Regions from separate parts of the Mus musculus genome. Here all the other regions are linked to region 2. A link is a contact called in public HiChIP or PLAC-seq and Micro-C data. All regions are on one chromosome and are shown on one strand. The core of a region is the stretch at or near the end of the contact, and the rest is flanking DNA. Distances in the headings are between cores, read along the strand shown.

Region 1 (3,265 bases), core at 302-2,801, 1.3 Mb before region 2:
AAAATTTTATTACAGATGAGCCATCTCCTCCCTTATAATGTTTGCTTTTCTTTAATGCAATTTAATTCGAGCAGAAAGGCTTGGGAGGGCACACATGCAACGTTAAGGAGAAGTTACTGGAAACGAGACATACGGAATGAGAAAATCGAGCCATAGATTTGGAACAGGGGAGTACTGAGTCCGTCTGCCCAGCCCTGGGCTGTGCCCACGGGAAATTGAATTCAGAGCTCCTACTGCATCATAAATCCAGGGCAGCTGGCAGCAAGCCAAGGGAGACTAACGCTCAACTGCACGGGCATCTGACGCCAGACTGGCCAACCCCTGTACTAATGCTTTCTGAGAGCCGAGCCCCAGCTGTGCCGGACTGGGGTTAGGGTTCAACAGCATCACTATATTCATTTACCAACCTAATACTTTGTTAATTCTAAAATGCATCCAATCCGCAGGAAAAATGAGACTCCATTATTATTATACACCCAAAAGATAAAAGGCTGGAATTACCCTAACATTCTGAGGGTAAAGAAGGGAGGAGGTGGGGGTGGGGAGAGTCTTCTCATGGGCTCGTTTTCAGATGATGATGATGATGACTTCAGACAGAGACTCACTAGGTAGCCCTGGCTAACTTGGAACTCACTAAGCAGACTAAACCCACTAAGATTCTGTTGAGATTGGCTTGCTGTGGTCAAAGGTATTCGCCACCGCACCCAGTTTTTATTATTTTTAAAATAAACACTTAAAAAAAGATTTATTTAGCTGGGCATGGTGGCTCATCCTTTTAGCTCCAGCATTCAGGAGTCAAAGGCAGGAAGATCTCTGAGTTCAAGGTCAGCCTGGTCTACAGAGAAAGAGTTCCATGACATTGATGGCTATGCAGAGAAACCCTATCTCAAAAAGTTTTTTTAAAATTTTATTTTGTGTGTATCAGTGTTTTGCCCGCACATATATGTGTGCACTACAAGCATGCCTGATGTGGGTGGAGGTAAGAGTGTGCCAGATAACCGTCATATGAGTGCAGGTGCCCTTGGAGGCCGGAAGTATTGGATCCTTTTTGTAGTCATAGTTACAAGGGTTCTGTGGGTGCTGAGAACCAAACTCTGATTCTCTTCAAGAGCAGCGAGTGCTCTTAACAACAGAACTACATCCCCACACAATTATTACTGTGTGTATGTCATGTGTGGACGCCCACGCATGCTGCGGTCACAGTAAAACTTTATAGTCAGTTCTTTCCTTCTGCCTTTAAGTGGGGGCCACTTGAGCCAATCATCAGCCTTCCTTTTCAGATAGTTTCTCACTCCCTACTCTATGCATTTGCGAGTCGCAGCCCTTAGCCATCAGGTTTTGTAGAGCAGGGCGTCCTCGTGCTCCTGATAGACCCGGCTTCCTCTCCAGGATGCTCTAGAGGGGCAGACAGGAGGTTCGAGGGAGAGTGCTGCGCTGCAGGATCCAAGTCTCCTAGCTAAGCAGCTACTGCAGCTACTGCAAGGCCGGGCGGAGTCTGGTGGGCGGGACCGCTCGGCGTCTAGGCTCCGCCCACACCGACAGGGGAGGCGTGGTTTTGTGTCACGTGATGGCGCCGGAGCAGTGAGGCTCCGCCCGGCCCTCCGTGGAGGCCCGGCCGCGACCCGGGCCGCGCTCGCTGAGGAGCTCTCCGGTTCTCCCCGCGACCACTTCTCTTAGTCCCGGCGTTCAGCCCAGTCGCTCCCGCCGGCTCCGGGCTCGCCGGCTGGCGGGGAGTGGCCTCAAAATGGACGAAGGCGGTGGCGGTGAGGGCGGCAGCGGTGAGTGATGGAGGTGTGGCCGGCTCTCTGGGCGGCCCTGAGGCCGAGGGTCGCGCTGTTGAGAGCCCAGGCTTGAGACGTGGGGCCGGGTGTCGGGTGGGGTGGCGGCGACCGTGGGGAGGTGCGCGGGGTAAGGCGGGGACTCGGGCTTCGCTGCCCTGGTGAGAGGACATGTCGGAGACCGCGGGGTCGTCGCCCAGCGCGGTCGCGGGTCGCGGGTTCGAGGCCGGGGTCTCCGCAGCACAGCTCCAGGTCGCCTTTCTGAGATGGGGCCACTCTGCGGGGCGACCTTCCCAGCGTCTCATTGCCAAGGGCGTCCACGCCCTCCCTAGCCCAGCTGTTTCGGACGGGCCCCTCTCCTTTTCAGCTCTCCTCAGGTGTCTGGAGCTTGGGAGCTCCTGGATGGGGAGGGGAAAGTTTTCAATTTGGAGGACTCGGAGGGCCCGGAGGGTGGGGTGGATCGGTCGGGGGAGAGGAGGAAGGTTGGAAGTCATGACCACGTCTCTGATTTTTAGATCAGAAGTACTCATTGGGAATGGCTTAAAGGACATGAGGGGCAGGCAGCTCCAGTCCAGGTCTGAGTATGCATTTTTTTATCAAATAGAAAAGAAAAAATGCTACAGAGAAGGGGTCGGGTGTAAAAATAAAAAGGGGGCCAAATAGCACAAATGATAGAATCATTGTCTAGCATGCCCAGGACGCTGAGTTTGATCCCCAACACCACCAAATGGAAAATATAATTAAGAAATTAAAGGGGTCAGGTGGGATTCCTTTAAAGCCGAGGGTGGGATGCGGGAGCCACAGCAGCGAGACTGTTAGACTCCTGGACAGGTGCCTGTGACAGACACCCTTCCAGAGGTGGGCTATCAGTTCTCCGTGTTGCTCAGGCTGTATGTATGTGCCTGACTTTGAGTTCCACCCTGCTGCAAATGAGCCGGTTGCAAATTACTCAACGGAGTACAGATTCCTGTTGTGTCATTTCATGAATTTGGTTTCCCAAAACATCAAGAGTCACCGTTTGTGGAGTGGGACTTTACTTGAAGTAAGCAAAGGGTTAATAATGTACCCGTCATTTTTTACCCAAACACCCCAAGTTGAAGCTGTCTGGACTTTGAGGAACGATCTTCCTTTTTTGCTGACAGAATGATCAGAATCCCATGTAATAAGGGAGTGTTTAGGGGGAAAAAGAAGTCTTAATTACAGGCTGCTGGAGCAGCTGCCTGTAAGAATCAGCAGTATTGAAGACTTCCTCGTGAAGTGGTTAATCAAGGTGCCTTCTAGAATTCCAGAGCTTCTCAGATTTTTTTTTTTCTTCCCTGTGAAAGAGACGAAGTGGCTGGGCTGTAGGAAGTTGGCACTCCTCGTGGCATTTGCCAAGTTCAGTTCTCATAGTAAAAGCCAGGGGTAGCACAGTGGCATCGAGTGGGTGTTTTGTTTATGAAAAGAAAGAACCCAGTTGCAAACCCTCCTACATACCGGCTGCCGGT
Region 2 (2,979 bases), core at 53-2,552:
ATGATGAAAATGTGAGGTAGGGGTGGAAAGAGCGGTGGAGGTGCAGCGAGGGGGCGGGATCTACATGAAGTTGAAAGGTGTGTGGCTATGTACAAGGCCTGAAGAAAAGCAGGCAGGGGGGTAGGTGTGGATCAGAGGGTGCTGGGGCGGTGTCAAGAGAGGACACTAGAGGGGACCGGTGGAGGGCCCCGAGGGGTGGTACCTATATGCAGCTGAGGGTAGGTGTGGGGCAGAAAGGAGAGGGGGGGGGGGAGTCCTGTAGTGGAGGAGCTAGGGGGCGGGACCTGATCCAGAAGGGTAAAGTTAGGGGCAGAGGGAGAAAGCTAGGGGGCGTGGCCCATATGCAACTGATGGTAGGTGTGGGCAGATAGAGTAGTGTGGGCAGGGGGGGATAGGCAAGAACCTGAAGAGAAAGGAGCCAGAGGCGGGGCCAAGAGAATCAGCCACAGGGGTGGAATCTATGATAGAGGGATGAACAGCAAGCCAGGCTTAATGCAGAAAAGGCAGCTGCCTGGGCCTGCAGAGCAAGCAGGGGGCGGGGAATGATGCAGAGGGAGGAGCCATAGGGCGGGTCGCCAAAGCTACAAAGTAGTCAAGGGGTGGAGCCTGTGAGGGGGAGGGGGAGTCTGCAGAAGAGTCGAGGGCTGAGCCTAGTTAAGGGGGCGAGTCTGCAGATCGGAGAGGCGTGGCTTGATGCAGAGGGAGGGCGGGGCTGCCGCAGCGGGGCGTGTCCTGATGTGCCAGGGGCGGGCCCTGATGCAGAGGGAGGGGACGGGGCGGCAGGGGCGGCGCCTGCAGAGCACCCGGGGGGCGGGGCCGGGAGCGCGAGCGAGGGGCGCACGCCGTAGGGGGTGCAGCGGTCCCGGGACAACGGCCGGTGCAAGGGGGGGGGGGGGGGAGGGGGCGGGGCGGGAGTCCGCAGGGTCCCTGGGACAGTCTAGGGGCGCGAGGGCCGCGGCCCTGTCGTGCCTACCTGTCAGACGGATCTTGATGCTGGAGCCGTTCCTACGGGTCCCGGGGTTCGACATCTCCCGCCAGCGGCCGGCCGGCCTCGGATCCAGTGCCGCCGCCCCCCAGCCCGGCCCGGCCCGGCCCCGCCGCCGCCTCAAGGTTACGGCCACGGGCTGGGCGCCGGGGTCCGAGCCGGGACGCCGAGTGCGCGGCGCAGGCGTTGGGCCGGAGACCACGGGCTGGAACCGTAGAACCGAGCGCTCGGCCGCGCCGCCGCCAGGAGCCGCCCCTGGCTGGCCCAGCCCGGAGCCGCCGCGCTCGCAGCCGGACGCCCGCCGCCCTCGCTGCTTCCGCCGCCGCCTCCCGAGCTGCGCGCGCCCGCCGCCTTGCCGGCCCGGCCCTGCGCGGCCTCGCGCTTGCGTGTGTGCGTGCGTGCGCGCGCCCGAGCACGGCGCTACGCGGACCGCGCTTGTCCTGGGCGCGCGCAAGGGGGTCTGGGGGAGCTGCAAGGTTCCTGCAGCCGGCGGGGAGCCTTGAAACAGACACCACCGTGGCCACCACCGCCCCACACACGTAGACGACACACACGCACACACAAGCGGCGCAGTCGGAGCTGGTTCTTAGTCACAATCTCAGAACCAACTGATTTGCTTGTGCGACGATTTGGGGGAACCGATTGTTTCTTCAGTGTCGGACTTTTCAAAGCTCCTGATGGAAGCCAGGGTGTTGCATGAAACCCCAAGAACCGTGCGCGCGTGCGCGCGTGGGTACACACTAGATCCTGCAAGTTCCAAGGGAAGACTTCCCGCAGTGATCGAGTGTCGGATGTGCCCTGTGCAACTGGTGTATTCGATTGACAAAGTGGCTAGACTCAGAGGAAGTGCGGCATATGGACCAGCTAAACAAGATGAAGGATGTAAATGGAGAGGTGGTGGTTTTGTGGATAGGAACCTGCATGCAACTGAACTAACCCAGAGAAGTAAGCAGTCGGGTTTTCGAGTCCCTGCCTTCTGATGAACCCACCCCCAAACCCCCAGAGTGTCAGGCCGGTAAAAAGTAAAAGCCGGGCTTTCTTTCCCCAGCAAGCAAACCAATCTCTATGGTAACGCATTCTAGAGAGGAAATAAAAGGTTCTTGAAAAGGCTGCGTATATTTACCAAACTCCCATCCGACCTGAACTTAATTCACTTCATGGGCAGACTCTATGGTTCTTCCTTAGAACCAGCTACCCACAGCGTTTGACCACCCTCTTTGGAGACAGGGGCTCATCTGTAGCTGAGGCTGACCTCAAAACTGTGATTCCCCCTACTCAGCCTCCGGAGCGCAGGGATTACAGGCTTGTACCTGTTCTTGTCCTAGGCAGTTTGGTTTTATGAGCCTGTGCAGCCCAGACTATTTAATAATGGAGGGAAAATATCTTAAGAATAGGATCGTGTATGGGCAACGGTTAATCCAGACTCTAACTCTGCTTCCATTTCTAAGCCGTTGTCGCTGAGAGCGAGACCCTAGGTTGGAATAAATCCATTTAGGAGTCTTTGATTGGTGTTGGGAGAATAGCACCATTGGTAAGGTGTTCGATGGTGCAAGCACAAGAAGCTAAGTTTTGTGAGGCTTTTTTTTAGATATTTCTGTTACCTATATAGGAGTGTTTTGTGTGCGTGTTTGTATGTGTGCATCACAAGGTGCTGGATCTGGAGCGGGTGTTTGTGAGCCACCGTGTGGGTGCTGGGAACTGAACTTAGGTCCTCTGGAAGAGCAACGTGTGCTCCTAACTGTTCAGCATCTCTCCAGCCCCACGGTACAGGTGTGCTGGTGAGTTTGAGTGATCCCAGCCCCCTGGGAGGCAAAGACAGAAGGATCCCTGGGACTAATAGGCCAGTAAGCCTCCATGAATCAGGAACCCTATGCCAGTGAGAGACTCTGCCACCAGAAAAAATGGAGCTGGGGGATAAACAGTGGAGAAAAACTGAAGTTAACCTCTCTCTCTCTCTCTCTCTCTCTCTCTCTCTCTCTCTCTCTCTCTCTCTC
Region 3 (2,945 bases), core at 364-2,863, 1.4 Mb before region 2:
TACCTGTAAGCCCAACGCCTATGTCCATGTCCTCCTAACAGGAGAATCATGGAGTTGGGACCAAGGCAGTCAGAAACTAGGATTTACACAAAAAGACCCCGGCCCCACAATACAACATCTTCACTATCAAACTAAGTGCCCCAAGTGACAAAGCTTTCTTTTAGGAGGTGAAAGGAAAGCACCATTGACATTCCTACTCAATGAAATTCCAGTGTGTCGTTAAATACATTGAACCGTATCCATGAGACTTCCTGTCTCCGAGACAAATCCCACAGACAGACATGTTAGCAGAAAAATAAAGTTCTCTGACCGTCTGGCTGACTTAGTTACAGGGACGATCCCAAAGTCTAATGTAGAGTTCTGTAAATACGCTGAACAATCGCTCATAAATCCACGGGCTCATAAACCCATGGGCGGCGAGTGCTCACTGCAAGTGTGGAAGGCATTAAGCAAGTTTGGCAACGTACTCGACTGAACTAGAAAGTGGACCAGTTGCACTCTGCGTTTGAGGAAACGGGTGGTAAATCTCCAAGCTTCCTCGTTAACACGAACCTACACAAGCTACGCTGAGACGCGCGATTTTGCTCCGATTACACTGAGATTCTTGTTTCTACCGAAGGGGTGGGGGGAACGGGACGGACTGCATAAGACCAGTCTTGTCTCCCTCAAGGGCCTGAAACCATCACGGTCAATCACGAAAAGAATTGCCTCGAGTCACAGGGAGCTGGATCTGCTACATCCATATCTAATGCCTTCAGAGAAGGTTTGTTTGTTTTTAATAACCACACTTCGTTCAATGGACAGTCTTCATCACACTCCTTCAGCTAGCATCCCAGTAACTTTCTCGGCGTAAGTGTGAAAATGAATATTTTTATAAACACCCTGTCAAGTCGAAGCAACCGAGCCCTTTCCCAAGTTCCAGGTCACCCAAGTGACTGGTGCAAACATGCATCGACCAGGGCCGGCCGACTTGGAGGCCGTTACCTATCCCAGTTCTCGGGGGGGGGGGTGCGAGGGGGTACCCTGAGTAAATGAAGAAACTATACGTCCCTTTCTCAAAAGACAAAAATTTTTTTTAAAAATGTTTCAAGAAAAATTCTTCAAACCAGCCTCGCCTACGTGCCAAGTCGAGTAGGGCGACGGGCGGCGTCCGGCCCGGGAAGAAGGCAGGAGGGTGGAGTTCACTTTTCCCTCCGGCCGGCTCGCCCAGGCCCTCCCCCAACCAGAATCCGGAACCAGGCCCGGGAGGGTGGGAGGCTCGCGCCCCCCAGAAGGCCGGGCGCGCGCTCTACGCCAGCTCGAGGCTTTTCGGGCCTGCGGGGGCCCCCGATGGCGCTGCGCGCGGCACCGGGTCCGGAGCGCCAGGCGCGGCCGTGCACTCACCCGTCTCCCACCACCACACACTTGATGGCCTGCATCTGGGCCGCTCGGTGGGCCGCGGCGGCGGCGGCGGCGGCCGGTGGCTGAGGCGCGAAGCGGCGGGCTCGGGAAGCGCTGGGCGAGGCTGCGGGCGGCGGGGCGCCGAGTGCCGGGACTGCTGTCCACGCCGCCGGGCCCTCAGCGCACGGGAAGGCGAAGCGCAGCAGCAGCCACCACCCAAAGCTGGGGAAAACTGCAGAGAAACAGGAAATGGCCGCTCCACTCACATCCGGCCTCCCCTCCCCCTCGGTGCCGTCGACGCAGCTCCCAGGCTCCGGGCGGGGCCGCTCCCGCCCGCCCGCGCGCCCGCCCGCGCCGTTCCTGGCTTCCACGGGCTTTCGGGAAAGCTCGGCAACAGTCGGCTCCAGCCGGAGAACGGGCTCGGCGGCCGCGGGGCGGGGCGGCCGCCATCTTGGCACGCTAAAGCGTCCCGGTTGTGACCAGGTTTAGGAAGCCCTCTGAATCCTGGGGTTACGGGTTCGGGTCAGTGGTAGGGTCCCGTTCGCTCGCAACCTACTTGTGCCAACTCCATGGAGAGATTCCTGAGCCCCCTTGTTATGTGATAACTACAGTATGCTGTAGCGTAAGATCCTGCTAGAAAATTCTGTATAGCTCGTGCCACAGTGAGATCCAGTCTCAAAAAAGAAACTGCTAGGGATGTAGCCAAGTCAGAATGTTTGCCGGCATGTACAGCCTGGGGCTCCATCCCTAGCACATCACAGCCTGCCCTGGTGGCTCACCTGTAATCCCAGCACTTGGTGGGCGGAAGCAGTAGAATCCTGGGGATCAACCTCAAGTCCAACCTCTGGATATGCAACTCAATTGGTAGAGTGCTTCCCCGAGCAGATACAGATATGAAACCCTAGGATTGAACCTCACGACGGTATGAAACAGATGTGGTATATATCAGGTAGTGCATACCTGGAATCCCAGCTCTGGACTGGAGGTAGCAGAAACATCTGAAGTTTGACCTCTGGCTATGTAGCGTCCAGCGTTAACCTGACCTACCATGAGACTTTCTCAATAGGGGTGGGGGGTGGGGAGGGAGCACTAAATAAACAAAAATATAAGGAAAAAAAAACATACATACCATTAAAATAATAAACAGAAGGATAAAGGTCAGAAGAATTCTTTTAAAGATTGCTGATATGATAGGGTAAGCATATAATTCATTCACAAATAAGGTAGCCTATTAGAAGACAAGAACATTAAAGATATTTTTGGTTATCTGTGGTGTGTGTGTGTGTGCATGTTTTCATGTGTGGGCACATGTGTGGTGCACATGTGTATAGAAGACCAAGGTTGACACTGGGTGTATTCAGTTGCTGTTCACCTTATATATATTGAAGTAAGATCTCTCATTGAACACAAAACTGGCCAATTCCAGTTAATCTAGCCAACCAGCTTGCCCTGGAGATCCCATCTTTATCTTCCGGAGTTACAGGTGAGTCACCGTACCCTCCTAGTATACTAGTTTCTGGATTGGAGCTCTGTTCCTCACACTTGCCTGGCAAGTTCCCTCCTCC

The links. Hi-C and Micro-C count contacts between places; a contact is called where the count stands out from the background. HiChIP or PLAC-seq counts read pairs in DNA pulled down with a chosen protein or histone mark.
Region 1: a Micro-C map of embryonic stem cells shows a contact between it and region 2, with 5 times the contacts expected there. The contact joins the promoter of Cyth3 here to the promoter of Smurf1 in region 2. A contact is called at or near these places in 1 of 484 Hi-C or Micro-C datasets (embryonic stem cells) and 2 of 115 datasets of contacts at active chromatin or transcription factors (astrocytes and microglia).
Region 3: a contact with region 2 is called in an H3K27ac HiChIP or PLAC-seq map of microglia, with 5 times the contacts expected there. The contact joins the promoter of Rac1 here to the promoter of Smurf1 in region 2. A contact is called at or near these places in 1 of 39 promoter capture datasets (embryonic stem cells) and 1 of 115 datasets of contacts at active chromatin or transcription factors (microglia).

Annotation. Positions count from the first base shown.
Region 1 is chr5:143,620,896-143,624,160 of GRCm38.p6, forward strand. It overlaps Cyth3 (cytohesin 3), which reads left to right and starts at 1,552. Exons shown (of 13, transcript NM_011182.4): 1 at 1,552-1,778. The coding sequence starts at 1,745.
Region 2 is chr5:144,964,528-144,967,506 of GRCm38.p6, forward strand. Smurf1 (SMAD specific E3 ubiquitin protein ligase 1) reads right to left here and starts at 1,303. Exons shown (of 18, transcript NM_001038627.1): 1 at 974-1,303. The coding sequence starts at 1,028.
Region 3 is chr5:143,526,380-143,529,324 of GRCm38.p6, forward strand. It overlaps Rac1 (Rac family small GTPase 1), which reads right to left and starts at 1,614. Exons shown (of 6, transcript NM_009007.2): 1 at 1,384-1,614. The coding sequence starts at 1,418.